Linked DNA regions of Mus musculus: region 2 is linked to region 1. Evidence: chromatin contacts called from public Micro-C data. All regions are on one chromosome and are shown on one strand. The core of a region is the stretch at or near the end of the contact, and the rest is flanking DNA. Distances in the headings are between cores, read along the strand shown.

The links. Hi-C and Micro-C count contacts between places; a contact is called where the count stands out from the background.
Region 2: a Micro-C map of stem cell-derived motor neurons shows a contact between it and region 1, with 2.6 times the contacts expected there. The contact joins two enhancer-like sites. A contact is called at or near these places in 1 of 15 datasets of contacts at CTCF or cohesin (large pre-B cells), 5 of 484 Hi-C or Micro-C datasets (embryonic stem cells, hematopoietic stem cells, neural progenitor cells and 2 more), 7 of 115 datasets of contacts at active chromatin or transcription factors (astrocytes, differentiating embryonic stem cells, double positive thymocytes and 4 more) and 1 of 9 other capture datasets (embryonic stem cells).

The regions. Positions count from the first base shown.
Region 1 is chr11:68,005,914-68,010,674 of GRCm38.p6, reverse strand. The region is part of intron 4 of Stx8 (syntaxin 8); the gene reads right to left. Among named protein-coding and RNA genes, the nearest start is that of Stx8, 42 kb to the right of the region's middle. Within about 2 kb of position 2,769, at least 14 of the 459 cell types and tissues checked have an H3K27ac peak or open chromatin away from gene starts, as enhancers often do. A contact at or near this core is called in stem cell-derived motor neurons, where this site is marked.
Region 2 is chr11:68,143,349-68,147,966 of GRCm38.p6, reverse strand. The region is part of intron 7 of Stx8 (syntaxin 8); the gene reads right to left. Among named protein-coding and RNA genes, the nearest start is that of Mir6406, 75 kb to the left of the region's middle. Within about 2 kb of position 2,991, at least 37 of the 459 cell types and tissues checked have an H3K27ac peak or open chromatin away from gene starts, as enhancers often do. A contact at or near this core is called in stem cell-derived motor neurons, where this site is marked.

The DNA.
Region 1 (4,761 bases), core at 1,520-4,019:
AAAGGATGTAAGAATCCCGTTGCCCTGACTGCTCCAGTGCAGAGTTGAACGGGATTCACACCATTGCTCTTGCTGAGCCTGAGAGAGGGGTGATGATGATGTAGGAGTGGAGGAACAGTAGCAGTCACCATGGATTAAGCAACTGCTATGTGCAGACGCTCTCTGGGTGATTTAGTGTACACTCACTCATTTCTCCATTGCTTATCATTTTTCAAGCCCTGATGGCATCTCTTGTGTTGTCTGGAAGTAACTGCTACCCTACTGTTTGGCCTTCCATATCGTTAAGCCTTCTGACCACTGGATAGGAAGTGGACATAGAACCCACCTCCCCTCTATTGCACCCTGCTCCCCAGTGTAGAGCAAATAGCCACGAGCATGCCACTTACTGGGAGTATATAGACAGTAGCATCTACCTCTGGAAGTTTTAGCATGGATTAACTAGAGTAATTTATGTATTCATAAAATGATTTTGTCAATACTTATTCAGTAGGCACTGTTTTAATCAAACAAACTATGTACAAGCTGATCAAAATTTTGCCCTGACAATATACAGCTTCTCCTTGTGGGTGTTGTCCTCATGTACTTGTGTGTGTATATGTTTGTGTGTGAAAAGAGATGATAATAATGTATGCAAACTACTGAATACAGTGTTTGGGAAATAATATCTTTTTCAATAGATTAACTGTTTTCATTATACCAATTACTGCATTGTCTACTAGGAGGTATTAAAATTATTTTAAACAATATATTCCAACATTCTATTAATTTCACTTTTAACTAAAAAGAGACTATATCCTTCAAGAAAACCTGGGCTAAATGCAAAGACTGTTTTGATTCTTTGGACTAAGATTTTACGCACAGGTCTGGTCTCATATTCAAATGTGCCAATTAACATGTCAAACACCAGTATGACTTTCTTCCAGTCTATCAAAAAGAGAGATGTGTTCTTCAAGGTTTTACTTGACATGATTGGCCCCAAGAAGCCAAGATGTCGAGGTTTCACACTTACTCCATACATAATCACTTAGCTTCACCTAGCTTTGAAGACAAGGAAGAAAGAAATGAAAAGGGAAGTGAAGCAGGCAATTTGCAATCCAAACATATCCATTAGCACCGGAGTCATCTTGCAAGTGCCAGCATGAAACACACCGTAGCTGTATGTGGCTCACTGCAAAAGCCTGGGTCAGAAACTATAAAAATCGCCCGAGACTCAGGAGTGCATTGGTGGCCAGCTCTGAGCAGTCATTTCAGTGAGTGTATCAAAACTGAGTGGTACTGCTCCAAGGTTAGTATCAAGCCCTTGTCTATCTCTCTCTGTCTCTCTCTCTCTCTCTCTGTCTCTCTCTCTCTCTCTCTCTCTCTCTCTCTCTCTCTCTCACACACACACACACACACACACTAATGTACACACACTATACAGAGAAACCCTGTCTCAAAAAAAAGAAAAAAAACACAAAATGAATGTACACACACTTGTGCACACAGACAAAATTAAGGTATTAATATGAAAGGACAAAAACAATTCAGCAAATGTGAGGTGATTTTAAGCAACCTCAATAAATGGCAAGTTAGGACTCCAGCTGTGTTGACGTGTGCAGTTTGTGTGTGGTATGTGTATACTTTAATCACCTATTAGGGAATAAAAGTAAAAATGTGGGCACAAGCTCATATCAATAGTAAACATGATACAGAGAATAGACTTCCCAGCATGACCTAATTCCCAGAGCTAAGCCACGCCTACTTCCTGCTCCTCTGACTTGGTCTTCCTCGATTACTGATGGCCTGGACCTACCAGCAATGCACCTGTAGCATTCCTATGCGTCTATGCATCTGAATGCACTTCATCAGCTTAGGGTGATACCTACTATTAGTCACTACTGCTCTACTGACACTGGCCTTAGTAGAGTCACATCATATTCTGAAGTAAGGATAAAGAATGGTACATGAATAAGTAAAATAAGCCAAGTGGTAAAAAAAAATTTTTTTTTGAAAAAAAACAAACAAACAAAAAATAGGCATGTCCTCCCTCCCTTTCCCTACAAGAAAATCACCAAGCTGAAGACTTTCCAATGTATCTCTGCCCTTGGCATTTTCCCACAGGTGCCCTGTGATGCCTGTCTCATTTAAGAATCCTCAAGTAGTTCGCAAAGGCAAGGTCAAATTCACTCCTTTGCCCCATAAGCTTTTCTCCTCCCCATCTCGAGTCTGCTTAGTGTGCCATCCAGGGCCTTGTGTTACTACTGTTGTTGCTGCTGCTGCTGCTGCTGCTGCTGCAATTATCCTTCTACCTCACAGCAGTGGCTGAGGTGTTCTTCAGAGATGGCTCACTGTCCTCATGCACAGCCAACATGTTCCCCTGTTAGTACAGCCTAGCTTTAGACCCTCCTCACCTCTCCTACAGACCCATTCTGATGATAGAATGACCTAAAACTGAAGTCTCACTATTATTATCTCCATGGTTCACAACTTCCGTGACTCCCTGGAACTATAGGTTACGTGTGAGCTTTAAAAGATGGTCCATGGTCTCAGCAGCAGCATCTCCCAATGCCCCAGTACCACACCCTTCATCTCCCTGAGTCGTACATCCTGCTCACTACCACAGAGTCAAAGGCACAAACTTTCACACTCTCATGTTTTTGCATGAGTCTGGAGTATCCCCACCCCCACCCCTTTGTCCATCTGGCAAAATTCTATTCATCCCCTAAGGCTCAACTCAAAGGTCACTTCTGCTGCTGAGTCCTTCCTGATCCCCACTCCATCCCCCTTTCCTCAAATCAATCACTCGCTGGCACTCCCATGGCACTCTGTTCACGACCTCGAACGTGGCATTTATCAAGCAGGATTGTAGCTAGTTATTTACTCATCTGTCTCCCTTCCTAAGTTATGAGCTCTGTGAGGAAAGAGGCCACATCACAGTCATGTTTATATCCCCAGCACCCAGAAGTGGGAGCCTCTGAGTAGGCTGGAGAAGCAACATTCGGGAAACGCTTACAAAAATGGGACTGGGAACCACTGAGGGCTTTGACTGGAGGGAGCCAGCGTGAGAAGCGTACTTAACATTTTCATCTTGAGAAATTAAAACAAAAGTCCTAATCAAGGGCTACCTGCCCTCACAACTTAGCAGCAAAGACCAATGCTCTGCAGCAGATGGGGAGAATTACTTTGAAAGGGAATTCTGTCAGAAAAACATCTTCCAGCTCAGCCTTGCCTTGCGGTGACAAGTCAGATCTCTTAAGTTAAAGAAAGGACAAGCTAATTACTGTGCTCTGAGGTAGAACAGACTTGATTTTCCTTGTTAAACCACCATGGATCAAACCCATCCCACCACAGGGCTTCAGCCACCGCAACTCCTGGTTTCTCTTTTGCGATGAGGCCAACCTGGCCTTGAATTCTTGGGCTCAAACCGTCCTTCAGCCTCCTCTTTTCCAGGTGCTGGCGGTGCTGGCCTACAACATGGTGGACGGTGTGTGTGTGTGTGTGTGTGTGTGTGTGCGTGTGTGTGTGTGTGTGTGTGTGTGTGTGTGCGTGTGTGCGTGTGCGTGTGTGTGCGTGTGTGTGCGTGTGTGTGTGCGTGTGTGCGTGTGTGTGTGTGCGTGTGTGCGTGTGTGCGTGTGTGTGTGTGCGTGTGTGCGTGTGTGTGTGTGCGTGTGTGCGTGTGTGTGTGTGTGTGTGTGTGCGTGTGTGTGTGTGTGTGCGTGTGTGCGTGTGCGTGTGTGTGTGTGCGTGTGTGTGTGTGTGTGTGCGTGTGTGTGTGGGGCGGGGGTTTGTTTTTTAATAAATCAGTAATTTCTGTCCATATTCTTTGAAGATAGACCTTATCTATAATAATATAATAATTAGTAGACATGATGGCATATTAGAATCCTCAACATGTTTCATGATCACTTATAAGGACATAACATGATTTTACTCAGCCTCTCAAGAAATTAGTGTATGTTATTAAATTATAGTAGCACGGTGGGGGGGGGAGCACTCAGATAATCCATCTCTGCTAACAAAGTCAGTTGGAACCTGTCAGAGTTCACAGGGAGGGCATTCTTATCAACCGAGCAAGGAGTTGAAAAGAAGTGAATTCCAAGAAGTAGCTTTTCTTAGCATTTCAAAAAGATGTCAGCTGACTATGGAAAAATGTTTGTTTTGTCTGGAAAAAAAAATATCAGTGTTTGAGCATTCACAGACCACAGGGAGGTTTACAGTTAGGAGCAACGAAGCTATTTCTAGGGTGTCAGAGAGCTGGGTTGCATCAACAAAGGTTTCTAGCTGGCCTTGCCCACAGATGTGAAAACGCCCTTATGGTATGAAAGGGCTAATTCCTTTTTCTTTTCAAAACGTTTTATGCGGTTTTGCTCCGTGGACATAAAGATGCACAGAGACTCAAATTTCAATCAGAAATGGACTCTCTGACATAAATTCTTCAGAGACACACTCTGGCAACAACGTGCAGACTGGATTACATTGAAAAGCGGCTGGGGCAGGGGCTGGGGGGGGAGGCAGGCCAAGGCGGGGGAGCGGTAATTGAGGTGGGTGGCAAAGGAAGTCAGGAGAAGGAAAATGACAACAGGGACCTGTGAGGAACAGATGATCAGCACACTGCTTTAAGGCTACCAGTCTGAGGGAGCAGACTGAATAAACGGGGTGAACATTTCCAAGCCTGCCTGAGCTGGGAGAATAAACTCAAGTTAGGGAAAAGGAAATTTCTCATTAGCATTCAAAGTTCAACACAGCTTCTAAAAACAAACCCCAAATAACACCACTCACTCG
Region 2 (4,618 bases), core at 1,742-4,241, 140 kb before region 1:
CTCTCAATCATGGGTAACAAACCTTGAGACTGGCCAGCTCTCGGGGATACACTTTGGGGTCAATGGCCATCTTGGGGCTTGTACGGATATCCCTAACTGTCATCAAATTGTCAAATTGTGAAGTTCCGGAAATTCCACATCACTCATGAGCAGAATATGAGATGTCATTCCTCCACGGTATGTAATTAAGATGGTGTCTGAGTCCCTCATGGATCCTACAGCATGACAGGACTGAGGTGTTCTGGGATTTTGAAACCCAGGGACCACTTAGGAAAGACTCCTGCACACATATGACAACCACAGGAAAAGACGAGCACCCAAAGTGCTGAATGTGTGGGGCTGCCCCGGTCCAGCTGGATCAAGGATGCTCTGGGCAATTATTGCCTTGTCATTTACAGGTGTGAACTAACTACAGCAACCGCGGTCTACATATGGTCAGGGACTGTGTGATTGGTGTGTGTGTGTGTGTGTGTGTGTGTGTGTGTGTGTAAGTCCAGACAAGCTCACTTTCCAGTTGAACTGGACTACTGGCTGAGACAAACAAACAGACAAACAAATCATTGGGTTTTGGCATCCTATTTTTATTTCTACAATGGCTGGCTGGCTGGTTTCTAGTAACTGGGTGAGGGACCCTAGGGACAGAGTAGTATCATTAGCCTGAAGCATAGAAAGACTCAATCATGGAAAGCCCAAGACGCAGCCCATAGGGTTTTGGATAGCTGGCATAAGGGATGGGGAGAAGGCCAAGACAGACACGGAACTGGGGTTCTCACTGCACGCCATAGGGCAGAACTCAGTGTTAAGCTGGGGTCCCACGGCTGGCAAAGCAAATGGCAACTGCAGCAGTCAGGAGGTGAGTGGACAGACAGGAGATAGGTTGAATCCAGCAAACTCAGCAAGGTAGGAGGGGGAGGCCAGGGGCTCCCAGGTGGACAGGGCCAGGGCTGGGCTGAAGGAGTGTGGAGGTGCCCGCGGGGGTGCCTGCAGCTGGTCACCGCCAAGAAGGTGAAGGTTTGCAGCTCCCAGCTCCGGAGGTGGCAGAGGGCAGAGGTGGGGATACCCTGGGAGGTCCCGGAGAGCTTCAAAGCACAAGGCAGAGATGGGTAGGGAAAGAAACAGAAGGGAGAAAGCTTTCCAGAATAAAGTACTCATACCCAGGGCTTTATGTGAATTTATCACCTCTTATTAGAGCCTTTTGAAATGCGAATTAGCTGATTAACCACTGCGCACAGCCTCCCAGCTGTTCTTTATTCTCTGGCATTCAGCAACTTTGTTCTAAATAGGGCAGGCCACAGTAGCCCACCAGGGGGAAATTATTCTCAGGGTTACAAGAACAGTGACCAGGCAAAATTGTGCCCTGGGCTGGAGGATCAAGTGATGGGGGTGGGTGGCTGAGACTGCCGCACCACTACCAGGCCCTGGCCACCTCTGGCTTACACTCCTAGCTCTGGCTGCTGATACTGTTTAGCTCTGTGGCCCATCACCAGGACTAAAAAGGGACACCGGAGAATAAGGCCAACCCTCTCTCCCCTCAGCCTCTTGATGTTTCTTTCCTAAAAGGTTCGTTAGTTCTAGGTCCCCCAGGGAATGGGCAGACACTTGCTGCAGCGTTGGTTGGGACCTGGTTCACATGTATGAACAACAGGCTGGCCTCTGGCAGAGCCAGGCTCCCACTTGCTCCTGCCTCCAGTTTGGCAACACAACACAAAGGCGGCCTGGCTTGTATACACTTTCCAGGCTGAGCCCCTATTCAGAGGGGGCTGCAGCTTGTGCGTAATGGGCCCCCTACAGACAAAGCCAGCAAGTTTCTTAATTAAGTCTAAGTGAAAGACAGATCCCGCTTACATCTTCAGAGACCCTTCCCTCAGAACTTCAAAAACACCCTAGACTGCCTATCAAACCCAGGCACGGATAACTAGCGAACAATTTTTCCTCTTTTTAAATATAGAAAGCCAGGCCCCGGCGCCAGGCCTCAGCCCCCTCTCACTTTCCCCGCAATTTTAGACATGCCTCTGGTTTATAAAACAGGAAACAAAGGGACTTCTTGTGTGTCAGAGAAGTCCTCAGAGGGTCTGAATTTCATTCCGGCCTTCCCCACAGCACCGTGTTGTCTAAAGAGCTCCTTAACTGCTTTAGTCTCATTAACATTTCCACGAGGAATCAAAGGATGCAGCAGGAAGCCGGCATCCCTGTCTATATATCACACAAGGACAAGTCCGCGATGGGAGCATGCTAAAAAATTAATTATTAGCTAATTGCCTTCTAGGAAATGTGATTTTTCACATCCCTCCCTCCTTCCCCCTGCAGCCGCCTTCCAACCTAGCCTCAGAAACCCTCTCACAGACAGGCCTTTCTGTTTTCTGGGCTTTGCTGTGATAATGTTCTTTGCAAACAGAAACCAATTATTCTGCAGCAGTAAGTCACTGCGAGTATGAATTGCTTTAATTTTTCCCCCTTTTAGCAGCTGCCCAGGGTGGGTTGCGAGGTGGCTGCAATAATGAAGCAGGATTGAATACCAAAGCAGCACCCAGGCTGGGCGTCCTGTGGGGAAAATGATGTTAGGAAATAAAAGTGCATTTTCCTTGCGAGCTGCTAATCAATGAGTTAGACGTGGCCCCGAATGTGCTTTCCGCTTGGAATTTGCATTGCCGGCGTGGCTTCGAGCTTTCCAAGAGTCCCGTGCACCTGACTGGCTTGTAAAAATGTCACCTTACTGTTAAAGTGCTAAACATGCCCTGTTTCTCTTGCCTGTTTTCTCTCTCCCTCCCCCTTTGCCTTTTTCCTTCTACAATTCTTTGCTCTCTCATTAGAAATGCCCAGCAACGCCCGGCAGACAAAGACACTGCAAACAAAGTGGATGGAAAGGGGAAAAAAATTAAAAGGGAAAAAGTGCAGAGGAATTCTTCATTCACTGATCTCCAGAATACATTAATATCTCAAACTGTTGGCACAGCCGACAATGCTTGGGCAGCTAACAATGCAGGCCATGATTCCAAGTCTGGGATCTTCAAATAAACCCTGGCGCTGTCATGGCCACCAGGAAGGAGAAGAATGACGATATTAGCTGACCTTCGTCTTGTTGTTTCTTCAGACCTGACTGCTGGACCTCTGTTTGCTTGTTACTAGGATTTCTTGACAGAAAAATTTTAGCATTTCCCAGGCAATACAAGAGCCAGTTTATTAGGTAAATAAACCGGGCCTTAAGCAGTCTTTTCTGTTCTATAATGGGAACTGGGCAAGGAGGACTGAGGTTGCGCTGGAGTCAGGGAGAAGGGCTAAGAAACTGAGAGCAAACACATCACTTTCACCCCCCTCCCCCACCTGGACACCAGTGAGGAGTGAGGCGTGAGGACGGGGACAAATTGTCAAATTAATGATATGCCTATGGTTAATTTAGCTGCATTCCTCACCAAGTGAGGAAGACAGAGCTGACAAATCACTGAATCAATGTTCTGCCCTTGGTTAACTTAGCCAACATCACCCACAAGTAAGGAGGAGGCAGGGGAAACTGTGGCTTTCCTTAGAGAGTGGGGCCTACACACCGAGGAACTTCCTGAGTTGGCCTGATAATGCATTCAAACCGAGCTAATGGTGGACCAGGTCATTTCCCTCTTGTGATTACTTAAATGTTTTCACATTATCCAAACCACTCCCTAGTGACACTCTGATCTTAATTAATGTGGACAAATCAGCAACGCAGAGCTGAATCATTTGGAGAGCGTGGCGATCAGGAGGCCTCCAGACTATCCAGACTGTGTCTCAAGTGTCAAAGATTACATTTTTCTGTGTCTGTTCGCTGCGCTCCCTCCCTCCACTGTAACACGTTCTGTGAGGGGCACTGACCACTGCTAACCTTCCCTCTCTCTCGGTGCAGCATGGAGAATCCAAGATATATTTCCCAATGGAGCTGATGATGTTTTCTGGCTATCTCTGGAAAGTTGCATCCTGTCACAAAAATCTTTAGCTGCTACACCCAAGTGAAATTGAGACGCGTTGAGGCAGTCCCTCGATCAACAGGGAATGAGTGGCTCCAGGGATGTCGCTGTCTGTGTATCACCAGGCTAATCCTCTCATAGACTCCATCTCTCTGTGTGGTGCAAGGGGGTCTAACACAGGACCCAATCACCTCTGAGTGACTTATGATACCTAATATGGAAATGCAGTAGAATGAATGTTATACTGCAGTAGAATGAATGTTATATTGCATTGTTTAGGGAGCAATGCCAAGGGGGAAATAGTCTGCACATGTTCAATGTAAATGCAGTTTGCTTCTCAAGTAGTTCTCTTCTGTGGTTGGTTAAACCTACGGACCTGGGACATGATCCAGAGGGCCGGAGGACCAGCTCCAATTCCCAACCTGGTGATGACCGTCCCCTCTATAATGGATTTAAGGCCAACTGTTTCTCAGTTCCCAACAGCAAGTTAAAATGTGCCTTGTAATAAATGCTGGAAAAGATTACTCTTGCTTCAAGTTGGAGGTCCTGTAACTAGATACACATTTCCCAAAGTTTAAAGTTAGACACTCACTTTGTTGGAAAATAAAGATAAAGAAAAATCTCAGGCTCTGGTAGAAAAACTTAGTCCAGTAGTATGTGAGATGGCATCTCAAGATGTTCAA